2 separate regions of the Triticum aestivum genome follow, and region 2 is linked to region 1. Evidence: chromatin contacts called from public Hi-C data. All regions are on one chromosome and are shown on one strand. Each heading gives the region's core, a stretch centred on a gene start, on an enhancer-like site or on the middle of the called end of the contact. The rest is flanking DNA. Distances are from core to core; before and after follow the strand shown.

Region 1 (6,031 bases), core at 1,520-4,019:
TAGACAATATCTTAGCTTAGCCTAATCATCGCATATAGAACATACTCCCTCCGTTCCGAATTACTTGTCGCACGTATGGATGTATCTAGATGTATTTTAGTTATAGATACATCCATTTCAGCGACAAGTAATTTGGGACGGAGGGAGTATATAACAAGGCAAAAATGGAGAATACATGTCCCACTAGCCACTTGGTCCAAAACATCGCCTGAAGACAACAGAACATCAAAGCATCCACTCCCTACTCCCATGCTCAATTACCAACAGGCAGACACCTTCTCTAGCAGAAGCAATGGGCACCAAAGCAGCAAGGCAGAGGGCATCCGGCTAACAAGTGAGATGCACAACAAGCAGCAGAGAAAATCAGCGAGATGAAAAAGCTAAGAAAGCCCAGTGTGATAGGTGTGTTTGCAAAGCGATAGCGCTGAGCAGGGAGGTGACAATGCACGGTGGTTGCGAACTACAAAAGGCCGACAGCAAGGGGAAGTGGAGTCCCTCTGTCTCCTGGACTGCTGCCAGCCGAGGCAAGCAGGCATGTCATCTGCTGGCCTATTTGATAACATCATGTCTCCCGCAGAAGAAGGTAACATGTCATTGACTACTACGATATGTCCACCCATAACACTATGTAACATTCAAGACAACATTCAACATAACAAAGCAGACAAAACAACGAAATGTTAGCATCATTTGGGAGAGACTATAGTGGTAAATCCTTGAGACCGTGACAACACTACAGGTAACACCATATATGATATTGTCAACATGACTTCTTTTTTCTCTAAGGTTTCATGCGTTTACTACGCAATATTGGATACACAAGTTTGGCCTGCAAAGTAGGTATCCTGTCAACAAAAGCTATATAGTTTATGTTGCATTTTATCTACTGTTCTGCACAGGTATGCATCAAATTAGCAGCCAAAAAGAGCTCAACAAAATATGCACACGGAGCAACAATTCGACCTTCTCACATGAAGCCATTGACTATCACCTATCACCAGAGCAATACTCAAACAGATTGCAACCAGGAAATAGCAACTTCAAATTCCATGAGTGCACTAAGGAGAACAGTTAGCACCTTTTACTATCAAGAACACTGATGCATACCTGTATCATTGCATACAAATCTCAAAAGTCCAAGTAAATGGCAGAAGAGCCCCTCCATTAAAAATTTACATAGTAATTGCATGGCAGAAGGGGAGCCTTGGCGCAGTGGTAAAGCTGCTGCCTTGTGACCATGAGGTCACGGGTTCAAGTCCTGGAAACAGCCTCTTACAGAAATGTAGGGAAAGGCTGCGTACTATAGACCCAAAGTGGTCGGACCCTTCCCTGACCCTGCGCAAGCGGGAGCTACATGCACCGGGTTGCCCTTTAAGAAGGGGAGCCTTGGCGCAGTGGTAAAGCTGCTGCCTTGTGACCATGAGGTCATGGGTTCAAGTCCTGGAAACAGCCTCTTACAGAAACGTAGGGAAAGGCTGCGTACTATAGACCCAAAGTGGTCGGACCCTTCCCTGGACCCTGCGCAAGCGGGAGCTACATGCACCAGGTTGCCCTTTTTTTTAATTGCTTGGCAAAAGGAATACCATCATCCAAACAAAACAATCTAAAGTAACCCAAAGAGACAAAAGCAGACAATTCAAGCCAGATCTCTAGCACAGTGTACCACTGCGAAAATGTCCTCAGAAGAGTGAACTATCATTTTAAGTAAGCATGGGTTCAAAGTATAACACAAATTGCTGTAGCATAAAACAGATCTTTGATAGCACTAGATCTCGGTACAGCGTCGGAGTCCACATCTCCTGAAATCCATCATTCCTCTAATCACATGCAACGTTGACTATCATACCAACATTTCTTTATCTTCAATATAATGATAAAGCTGATGCATACGGTGAGGGCTCATCTCAAAAACCACAAGTAAGCACATCAGTTCAAAAAACCAAATTAGTACAGATGGTACATATTCATTCACGGCAACTGAGGAGCAGAAAGTAAGCACCCGAAGAAACAGGCCAAGTACACATTTCCGCAAAAATTACTACAATCACAAACTCCCGCAGGACCTTAGCCTTTGATGTACCACACCCCGTCGCTTTGTATCCTCGGCTTAAGCTAGCAATCCTGATACGAACATAACAATCTAAACTCATAGAGGCACTACAGCACAAGGCGCCACCAAGGCAGAGCATTCTAACAACATTTTTCCAAGAGTTCCAACAGGAGATCACGCTAGCCACGCAAAATCAACGGACGAACCGCGCCAATATAGGAGCAAATCCAAAGGAGCACGCGAGGGCAAGAGGACGGGTGAGAGGTTACCAGCTTGGACGACTCAGGCAGCACGAGCCACTGCAAGTAGAGTGCCTCGGCTATGCTTGAGTTCTCCCGGAGCGCGCCCGGCGCGAGCTCTGGCAGCTGCAGCAGCTCCGGGTCAAGCGCCGACGCATCCCTCCTCGCCGCTTCCACCTCCATGCCGTCAAGACCCTGGTGCCCTTCTCATGCACCAAGCAAGGCCCCAAACCCTAGATCTGTCCCCCGCGAGCGCGTCCAGAGGCTGGAGGACGCGGTGGTGTGGCGTGAGGTGAGTGACGAATCGGAACTCGGCGGGGTCGGCGGCGGACGACTAAGGAGGATCGGGGGTCGCCGGCGTCGAGATCTGAGGCGAGAGCCGGGGACGGGTGGGGGCGAAACCCTAGGCCGGGAGAAGCGAGCGACAGCAGGTGGAGGAGATGGGGGGGGGGGGGGGGGGGGGAGCGGAAGATGGTGGTGCTAGGCTGCTAGCTAATGGTGGGCGTCGATATAACAGCGGAGGGCAAAATGAAATCGTCTTTCCGATGGCACTTTCGCTCCGTGTGGCTAAATGGAGCTGATGTGGCTCAGAATGCAGCCAAACCCGTGCGTGGAAGCGGTTTTGTGTTTTTCGGTTCTATTTTCTTTCCCGTAATGATAAGAATTGATGATCTGCTCGCAAATGAAAGCGATATGAATATTACTCCCTCCGTTCCAAAATAAATGACCCAACTTTATACTAAAATTAATACAAAGTTGAATCATCTATTTTAAAACGGAGGGAGTACATTGTTGTCTTTGTTATATATCAAGATCTATTTAAAATATGTAGATTCATTCGAATGATATTTGGTTGAAAGTATCTTCAAAATTATAACAGGAGATTAAGACGCTCCCGAGAGAAGTGAGACACAATCTAATTTAATCTGATCGACCATCACGTAGAGACACCACCAGGATAGGAGAGCGGGGAAAGTGTCGCCTTGCTCTACTTATTATGAGACCTCCTTCCATATCTTCCGTCGGACCGTACCGCACCTCCTCTCATTCTCCCGTGGGGCCTCAACGTGCCGCTTCGCTCGGCCACGCCGCCTCTCCACGCCAACGCGCGTAGCCTTCTCGTCGGCTTCCTCTGGCGGCCTATCTCGCGACGACGCCTATAAAGGTGTGTGCTGCCATATAACAACTATCATACCATATGTCCAATCAAAAAATCAGCATGTGGGAGAAGGATGGATGCCACGATTTAGATGGTCATCGACAACAGCCCACGTGGTCAGCCTGGCGGTGAGGAGGGTCGATGCCAGCATATTAAATTTGTGAGGGGATTTATTGAGACTATGGTTCACTTGACGAAAGGGATATCTGCCTTGTCATGCTCTCCACTAACTTGCTTCCTCTCATCGTGGTCTTCGCTGTGCAGGACATCACCCTGTTGTTGTCATCTGCACTTCTGACGAATCTCCGGCAGATCAATCTTTCAGGCATGTTGTAGGCTACAACAAGATTAGGGGGCGTTGTGCGTCCTGATGCGAGTCATCAGTAGTTGCGGGTCGTTCGCCCTGACAACAGGACAAAGGCGATGTTCAAGTGCTTGTCTGACTTTAGATTATGTTCTCCGTTTACTATTTGAGCCCATATGGGCCGCAATATTTTTAGTTTATATATATTTGTGATTGACAACCTGTTGCAACTCATGTGAATTCGTGTAGCTGACATGGTATCTTACATATTTCACTAATCAAAAGTCCACACGGGTTGCCAGTTGTAATGTATTATTTTAGTAGTATTGTTTGCGAATTTATTTATTAGAATTGGGAAGTAATGATAGCTTATTGTTGCTAGCTTTACCTTTCCTTTTTGTGAGAGGTATCTTTACCTTTTTTAGTTGTATAATTGGCTATTTTTATGAACTTCATAACTATGTTTCTACTTTGTAGTTAGATTAAAAAATATTGACCCACAAAAAAATACTAACAAATATTGATATTTTCGTACTTTTACCGGTTTTGCAGACTTTAGAAATTTGATGGATTGGCTTTTGAGACTTTGTTTCTGTATCATCTTCTCGATAGCCAAACCGAATTGCATCGGCGAACTAGCGGATCCACTAAATTCGTGCATTGGATGCTAACTAATAAGGCAACACCGATATGAGCATAAGGATCATTAAATGTGTCTCATGGTTTGTGCAAGGAGTGTCGAATTATCCTACTCGTGGAATTAAACCCATTAAGGCCGAATGAAAAGGGCGACTAGCCACCTATGCCACATGGTGCATGCTGGTTGGCTGCGGTGAGAAATTTTTTATGTTTTTGGAGATTTTTTTGAAACATGGAAGTGTGGCATTTTTCCTTTTCCCATTCGAGAAAAGTTTCTTAGCCTTTTTTCTTTTCGAGATGGATGTGATGTTCACATGATGTGAATTTTTTTTAGTTTTGAGATGAAGGTGAGAATTTTCGTTTTTTTTCTTTAAGAAGGAGAAATACGCGCTCAGCTTCCTCTCAAGCGGCCCCCAATGGCGGGCCCGAACCACTAGTATATTTCATGTTGCATTGTTGTTGGGCTGCGAGTGAGACATGGTCATGACCATTTGTTGAGATTTATGTGAATAGTTGAAACCAATCTAGTTAGAAGTCCGTGCAGAGGCTGACAAAGGGTTGGGGCATCATGTAAACACAACAACAGAATCTTGTGATTGGTCAAAATAAGTTACATGGATTGCTCATTAGATGATTGATTTGTATGTAAAGACTGGATCCTGGTATTCAGATTCTGTGGAGGTTTTTCTTTTTCTGTGTGCATCACGGGAAGCTGAAAATGGAGAAACACATGGGAAAACAATGCTAATTCCAGGTTCTTCAAGTGTCTACATTTCTATAATTTACCCTTTTTCATTCTTATGACCTGGTCGGTTAATCTAGACGTTTTCACTTGTTCACTTGACACAATACTTTTTTGGTAGGTGCTCTGCCTCTACATTAAATAACTTGATTGGATCCTCATTTTGTAATTATAGTGATGAGATCAATATGGATTCCCTTTAATTAAATAGTTGCTTTAATAGTCATATTGGAGCAATCAAATTTGGAGGGATCAGTAAAAATTAGATAACTGGTTCCCCCTTATTTTAGGAAGGAAGGGGATCTTTGTTATTCAATGTCAATAATGAATATCTCCTTTCGCAAAAAGAAAAAAAGTGAAAGATGTCATTATTAGTCCCCCGACACTATTATTTATCCATGAATCATTATATTCACGAGGCCCACAAGTAATTAAAAATCTGAACGAGGAAGCAATTAAAAAGGTTGAGTGTCGCAATGATGTCTTCAATGAGCTTATCGCTTCGTACTCACCTTCTCGGTAACGGCATCATCGGGGCTGCACGCAACAAGAGCGTCGGAGATGTTGTGGTAGGGGTAGGCATCTTGATGCACGCAACCAAATCTCACTGTCGCCATCGAGCACCACTAGTTCATTATACTTTACTGCAATTCCTTCAACAGTTTACTTTCGTGCTCTGTGTCTATAGTTTACCTGATCATTATCATCTGTTGTATTTCTCTTTCACATCATTCAATTCTGTTGCTGACCTCAGATATTATTGTGTTCATCCCGTTGCATTCTCATCACTTGTTTTCATTCGTCATTGTCATATTCATCGATTCATCTGTGTTAACGTATTATTGTTTTATTTCGCTGTGCATGTCATGTTTATCTCATGCTACTTCATGTGGTTGTC
Region 2 (6,031 bases), core at 2,071-4,570, 630 kb after region 1:
CTGGTTTGATAGTTGGCCAGGTAATGGCCGGCTAAGGGACTCCTTTCCTACGCTTTTTTACCTTTGCTAGGAACAAGTTATGCACGGTGGCCTCTCAGTATGATGGATAATGGAACATTCAGTTGCACCACAATCTCTCTATGACCGCTACACAACAACTGGCTACCCTGCTGGAGAAACTATGTAACATACAGCCGAACCTAGCACACAACGATAAGAGGCTTTCCTCTATTTATACAGCAGTGCTATGCGGTCGACAAAATTTGGATGACCAGCGCACGACGATGAATTGTAGCCCGGGAATCTCATCCACAGCCAAGCAATGTCTGCTGGATTGCTGGTCGTGCACAGGTCGCCCACACACTATTGTGTGTGGAGCAATTTTCCTGTTTATAATGGTGAAGCAACAACGAGATACTTTTACGACTTGCTAACTTTCAAAGGTATGAATTGGCCACATGTTGCTTTCATATGAGACAACATTATTCTCATGCGCCACCGAGTTTTTCTCTGGCTAGCCTTCCATGGAAGGTTGAATACTCGAGATAACATGATTAAAAATAAGTGGAAATCTATTGCATCACATGACAGACGTTTGTCCTGCCACTGAATCCATTACCCACTTGGTGCTGAGATGCAAGGCTGCGGATGTCCTTTGGTAGAAAATCAGGGTACTAGACCTGACTGTGAAGGCAAATAGCCTCTTTGATTTCGTGCAAAATTGACAAGCTATGACATGTGCTTTTTGTTGCGTGCGCAGTTATATTATGGAGCGCCAAAAATGTTTGAGTTTTTCATAACAAACAATGTCCCGATGCTCTAATACTCAGTGAGGTCTCAAAGACGATTCATCTATGCGTAATCGGGCAAAGAAAAATGAGTCAATTACACCGATGATGCTAAAACTTGGTGCAGACGATCACTTTGATGCTAGAAGTTGTGGCATACATTAAAGTGGTGCAAAAACTTGGCTTTAACGTGCAAATATGGTGTTTATCTCATTTTGCATACGGAACCGGCGCTGACTAGGAGTGTGAGGCCTGATCCAATGAACCAGGAGAAGAGGGTGTGTGACTTGTTTTTTTTCAGAAACACCCTCAAAAAATAATATATTTTTTCAAAAAAAAACCTGTTGGTGTGGGAGAGGTGCCATTTTTTCACCTCTATGAACAGTGAGTCCCACCTGTCAGGTGAGAGTGAAAATTAAACAAAACATACGGTCCCTGTCTCAAACACACAACCGAGACGTAAGAAGCAAGCTGGCTAATCCACTCTCACATTCACGTTCCCGTGTACACAATGGATAACAAACTTATATGTATTTAACTTTTTTTGAGAAACAATTATATGTATTTAACTTCGAAGCATGTGGAATTTAAACGGGCTGCAGATACTGCGGCCCATTTTACACTAGTTCGGTTTTTTCTATTTTATTTGTAAAAAGTACGTAAATTATAATCTCAGAACTAACATAAAAGTTTGAATATTTATGTGCAAAAATATTGCACATATGAATGAATTTTTTTTAAAAAAAACTGTTCACTTAGTGTATAGAAAATAATCATATATCTAGCTACAAAAAGATTCTATGATTTAAAATAATAACAAATATTGTTAGAACTAAATTTCAAAAAATTATTTTAGTTATACAAACATTTCAATCATTTGCACGTTTGTATACTTAAATGTTTGTTTAATTAAAGTTATTTAGAATTTAAAATTGAAACTGTTGATATTAATATTAATTTTTAATAATTTAAATATAAGCCGCGAGTGTGTGATAATTTTTATTGACGATATTAACTAAATATTTTTTGTATAATGCACGGATGTATATTTAGTTTTTTAGTTAATAATCATTGTTTGTATGTCTAATATTTATAACATACAAATATTTGAACGTAAATTTTATTACTTACATTTTAGAAAAATAAATTAAAAACAACCGGTGAGAATTGCCGCAGTATGGGCCGCCCATATAAGTTCCACATGCGTACTGCTTAAGTACAGATAACGTCCTTATCCAAAGCGAACATGGTAGCGAGGTGGGTTCATTGGCTAGCCGGCTTGCACGCTATTTGCTGATCGTTGGTTCGATTGTGTGCAGCCCAACTTTTAGTTTAATTTTCACACTCTCCTGCCTGTGATTTTCACTCTCTCCCGACTGATCTTAGAGATTAAAAAAAATCCCACGTCAATAGTTTTATTTTTCTAAAAAATATATTTTGAGGGTGTTTCTGAAAAGAAAAAAAAAGTCACCCACCCCTTCTCCCGATCCAGCGGCAGCGGGCTCCACGCGCCTAGTCAGCATTGATTCTGTATACAAGCGAGATAAGCACTGTATTTGCACGTCGAAGCCAAGTTTTTACACCATTTTAATGTATGCCACAACTTGTAGCACTAAAGTGATCGTTTGCGCCAAGTTCTAGCACCACCGTTGTAATTGACTCAAGAAAAATGCAGACCAGCAGGTCATGCTCCTGCCTGTGATTTTCACTCTCTCCCGACTGATCTTAGAGATTAAAAAAAATCCCACGTCAATAGTTTTATTTTTCTAAAAAATATATTTTGAGGGTGTTTCTGAAAAGAAAAAAAAAGTCACCCACCCCTTCTCCCGATCCAGCGGCAGCGGGCTCCACGCGCCTAGTCAGCATTGATTCTGTATACAAGCGAGATAAGCACTGTATTTGCACGTCGAAGCCAAGTTTTTACACCATTTTAATGTATGCCACAACTTGTAGCACTAAAGTGATCGTTTGCGCCAAGTTCTAGCACCACCGCTGTAATTGACTCAAGAAAAATGCAGACCAGCAGGTCATGCTTCACCGGTGGGAGAGCTTTAGATAGGCTCTCATGTATCTTTACATGTACTCCTTCTACTCCTCTGTTTCTAGCTTAGCACGGCTTTGGTAATGGCGCACTTTCCATGCAGTGCTAAGGTCATGTACAATGGTTGATAAGATAGTTTTATCTTAAGTTTTGCATGTAGAGATGACAAGATGACATGTCTACAATGGGTCATTTTTTAGCCTTATCTTTAATAATTAACTATTCCTAAAAACGTGATGAGATATATTGTGTTAAGAGATCATCTCTTGTCTTCTCTTAAATAGAAGAAGACAAGCCTTTTCTTAAGATTTCTCTCTCATCCATCTCATCATTTATCCTACGTGGCATTGCTAAGATAGGATCATTATGCATGTCCTAACATTGCCTTCATGTAGTTGACCTCGGTCACTCAGGTTTTATACCTGTTTTGAAATGCACAAGGCAGAAACTGCTCTGCCTTTCTTTTAAATAAAAAAGGAAAAAAAAAAAGGACCAGTCGGTCAGTCGAGGTAGCCCTTCCGCGCAACTACCAGGAAGAACCCGAACAAACAATCCATCCCCCCACGTACGCGTTAGCCGGCCTTCTTCTCCCACGCCCCACCGCCCCTCCTCGATTCCTCCCGGCGGCGAGCGCACCGAGGAAGCGATGAATCCCTTCGCGAAGAAGCCAACGCCGCGAGGTACGACTCACCCCCTCCCCTTCCTCACCGTTCAAAATTTCACCGAATTTGCCCTCGGTTCACGCGATCCTTTCCCAATTTGCGCTTCGCGCGCCGGCGTTGCGTAGCTCGAGTTCTGATCGATCAGATTGCTTTCGGGGATGATCCTAGGGTTTCGTACGCCTGTGTCTAGCTCAATCGTTCTGCCCTGAGCTCTGAATCCCTGATTGCGGTTTCTGCTGTGCAGAGGCGATCAGGAACAGCAAGCGGGAGCTGACGAACGCGACAAGAGGTGAGTAGTTTGTACTCCGGCACACTTGGCGCTCAAGTGGATTGCCATTTTTAAATGCTAGTTAGTTATTAGGTCAGAGTATACCAAGTTACATGTGCTAGCTGTAGTTTGAACCTAATTAATGCAAGTTGAATCGAAGGCTGCTTCATTATATTCGATTGTTTCTGATCAACGGTTCGAGGCAATTGTAGTTTCCATCTAGGTTATCTTCTGATTTAAGGTTCAATCCCTGTTATTTTGTGTAAATTGAATGGTACTAATTTTATGGCCACAGCTACCCAAATGCTCGAAATTTGATTGAAATTGAATATTATGTACTCACAGCCCTGGGCTGATGTATAGCACGGTTTGACATACCATCTGTGATTCCTTACATTCTACAGTATCATAATACACATACGCTCCAAGCTTTTGCATGTTTGCTAAAAAAGTTGTTGAAACTCAAGGAGTTGAGGTTTGACTGGATTATGAAACATGGAGGGAAATACTATTCTGCATCCTGTCCTAGAAACCACATGTTGAGAATTTCGGTTAATGTCAACTATGGCATTTTATAGAAAAGCATGCTAGCCATTCTCCCAATAGTTCAACTATGCAGGCTTCGAGATGATCTAATTCCTGAGATGTGTCATCTGTAGGTATTGAGAGGGACATCGGGACATTACAACAAGAGGTCTGTATGTTTAATCACATACCCTGTCTTTTGTGGTTAATGAGAAAAAAAAATGCTCAAGATACCTGCCAATGGAATGACTTTATACGTTCAGTCATTTGACAAGTTGTTAAAGCCTGCTCCACGTAGTTCTTCACATATTTCACACTCCATATGACGCACACATATTTTCTTGCTGTGTTTCTCTATTTTATTTCTACCAGTTGAACAAGCAGTAACCACAGCTTCACCTTGTTTTTTGTTCCAATTAGGAAAAGAGACTAGTTGCTGAAATCAAAAGGACTGCAAAAACTGGCAATGAGGTTTTATTTCTTATATTTCAGTTTGACGCACTAATTTTGTTCTAAATCATGCAGTATGGTTCTCCTGATTCCCTTCTATTTGGCAGGCCGCAACTAAAATTCTGGCCCGTCAACTGATCAGGTTAAGACAGAAAATATCTACTTTACAAGGTAGCCGAGCTCAGATTCGTGGCATCGCGACACACACACAGGTGAATATTTTCCTTGTTTTTTCTTTCTTCCACACATGGTGGTGAGTTAATTTTCTTATTTTGTTGCCGTACTCTGTCCTTAGGCGATGCAGGCCAACACTTCAGTGTCTGCTGGCATGCAAAGTGCGAGTAAAGCGATGGGAGCTATGAACAAGGTAATAGCCTACCTAACTTATTGGCATGATACATTCCAGGTGTTTAAAATTTAAAAACCAAGTGTATACTAACACAGTATCTTTGAACTTAAATATCTTGCAGTAGTAACTTTCTGTATGTCTTTGTTCTGGGCTGTAGAGCACAATTTTGTAAGAATTGGAACACATGTTCTACTATAAATTTTGTTTTACTTTTGTTGCAGCAAATGGATCCCGCCAAGCAAATGAAAGTAATGCAAGAATTCCAAAAGCAGTCAGCACAAATGGATATGACGGTATGCAACTTATGGCCGTCCTACTTTCATAGAATGATTGCTTTCAATTTGACAAGATTTTACATTGTTTTCCTGGGAAGCTCACAAGCATGTGATGGGTTCCTGTGTATTAGATTATGACAAAGTGTATGCACCTGTATGCACTGACTATCCTTGTTATTTGTGCAGAACGAGATGATGTCAGACTCAATCGACAATGTCTTAGACGATGACCAGGCTGAGGACGAAACTGAAGAGCTTGCTAACCAGGTTATTTCCAGTGTCCAACCTCAATCCAAATTGGTAGCATCTCTTTGAAAGACTCTACCTAGCATGTTTCTTCGATTATTCATTCTTTTCAATGTCTCTTTTAGGTGCTCGACGAGATTGGTGTTGACGTTGCCTCACAGGTATTTGAAGCTACCAGTGCAACCCCTTTTTCATTACTATGATTCTAACTCTTGTTCTAAATTTCTCTCTTCCTGATATTGTTTTGCAGTTGTCCTCGGCTCCCAAAGGAAGAATTGCTGGAAAGAAGGTTCAGGCTGATGAGAGGTATGCAGGATCCTGGATCTGTAATCGTTTATTTTCTTCATTTTTATACCCCCCTTGGACCCTTCATACCTTGTTAAGGAATCCAGGCTACTACTCCCTCCGTCCCAAAAAGCTTGTCTTA

What was found. A called contact is a pair of places that touch in the nucleus more often than the background predicts.
Region 2: a contact with region 1 is called in a Hi-C map of leaf, with 2.7 times the contacts expected there. The contact joins the promoter of LOC123121297 here to the promoter of LOC123121281 in region 1. A contact is called at or near these places in 2 of 5 Hi-C or Micro-C datasets (both in leaf).

Annotation. Positions count from the first base shown.
Region 1 is chr1B:310,855,349-310,861,379 of IWGSC CS RefSeq v2.1, forward strand. It overlaps LOC123121281 (probable serine/threonine protein phosphatase 2A regulatory subunit B''delta), which reads right to left and starts at 2,770. Exons shown (of 14, transcript XM_044541196.1): 1 at 2,716-2,770; 2 at 2,320-2,656. The coding sequence starts at 2,472.
Region 2 is chr1B:311,485,275-311,491,305 of IWGSC CS RefSeq v2.1, forward strand. It overlaps LOC123121297 (vacuolar protein sorting-associated protein 2 homolog 3), which reads left to right and starts at 3,321. Exons shown (of 11, transcript XM_044541207.1): 1 at 3,321-3,509; 2 at 3,736-3,780; 3 at 4,419-4,453; 4 at 4,705-4,755; 5 at 4,842-4,946; 6 at 5,030-5,101; 7 at 5,305-5,376; 8 at 5,545-5,625; 9 at 5,730-5,765; 10 at 5,855-5,910. The coding sequence starts at 3,476.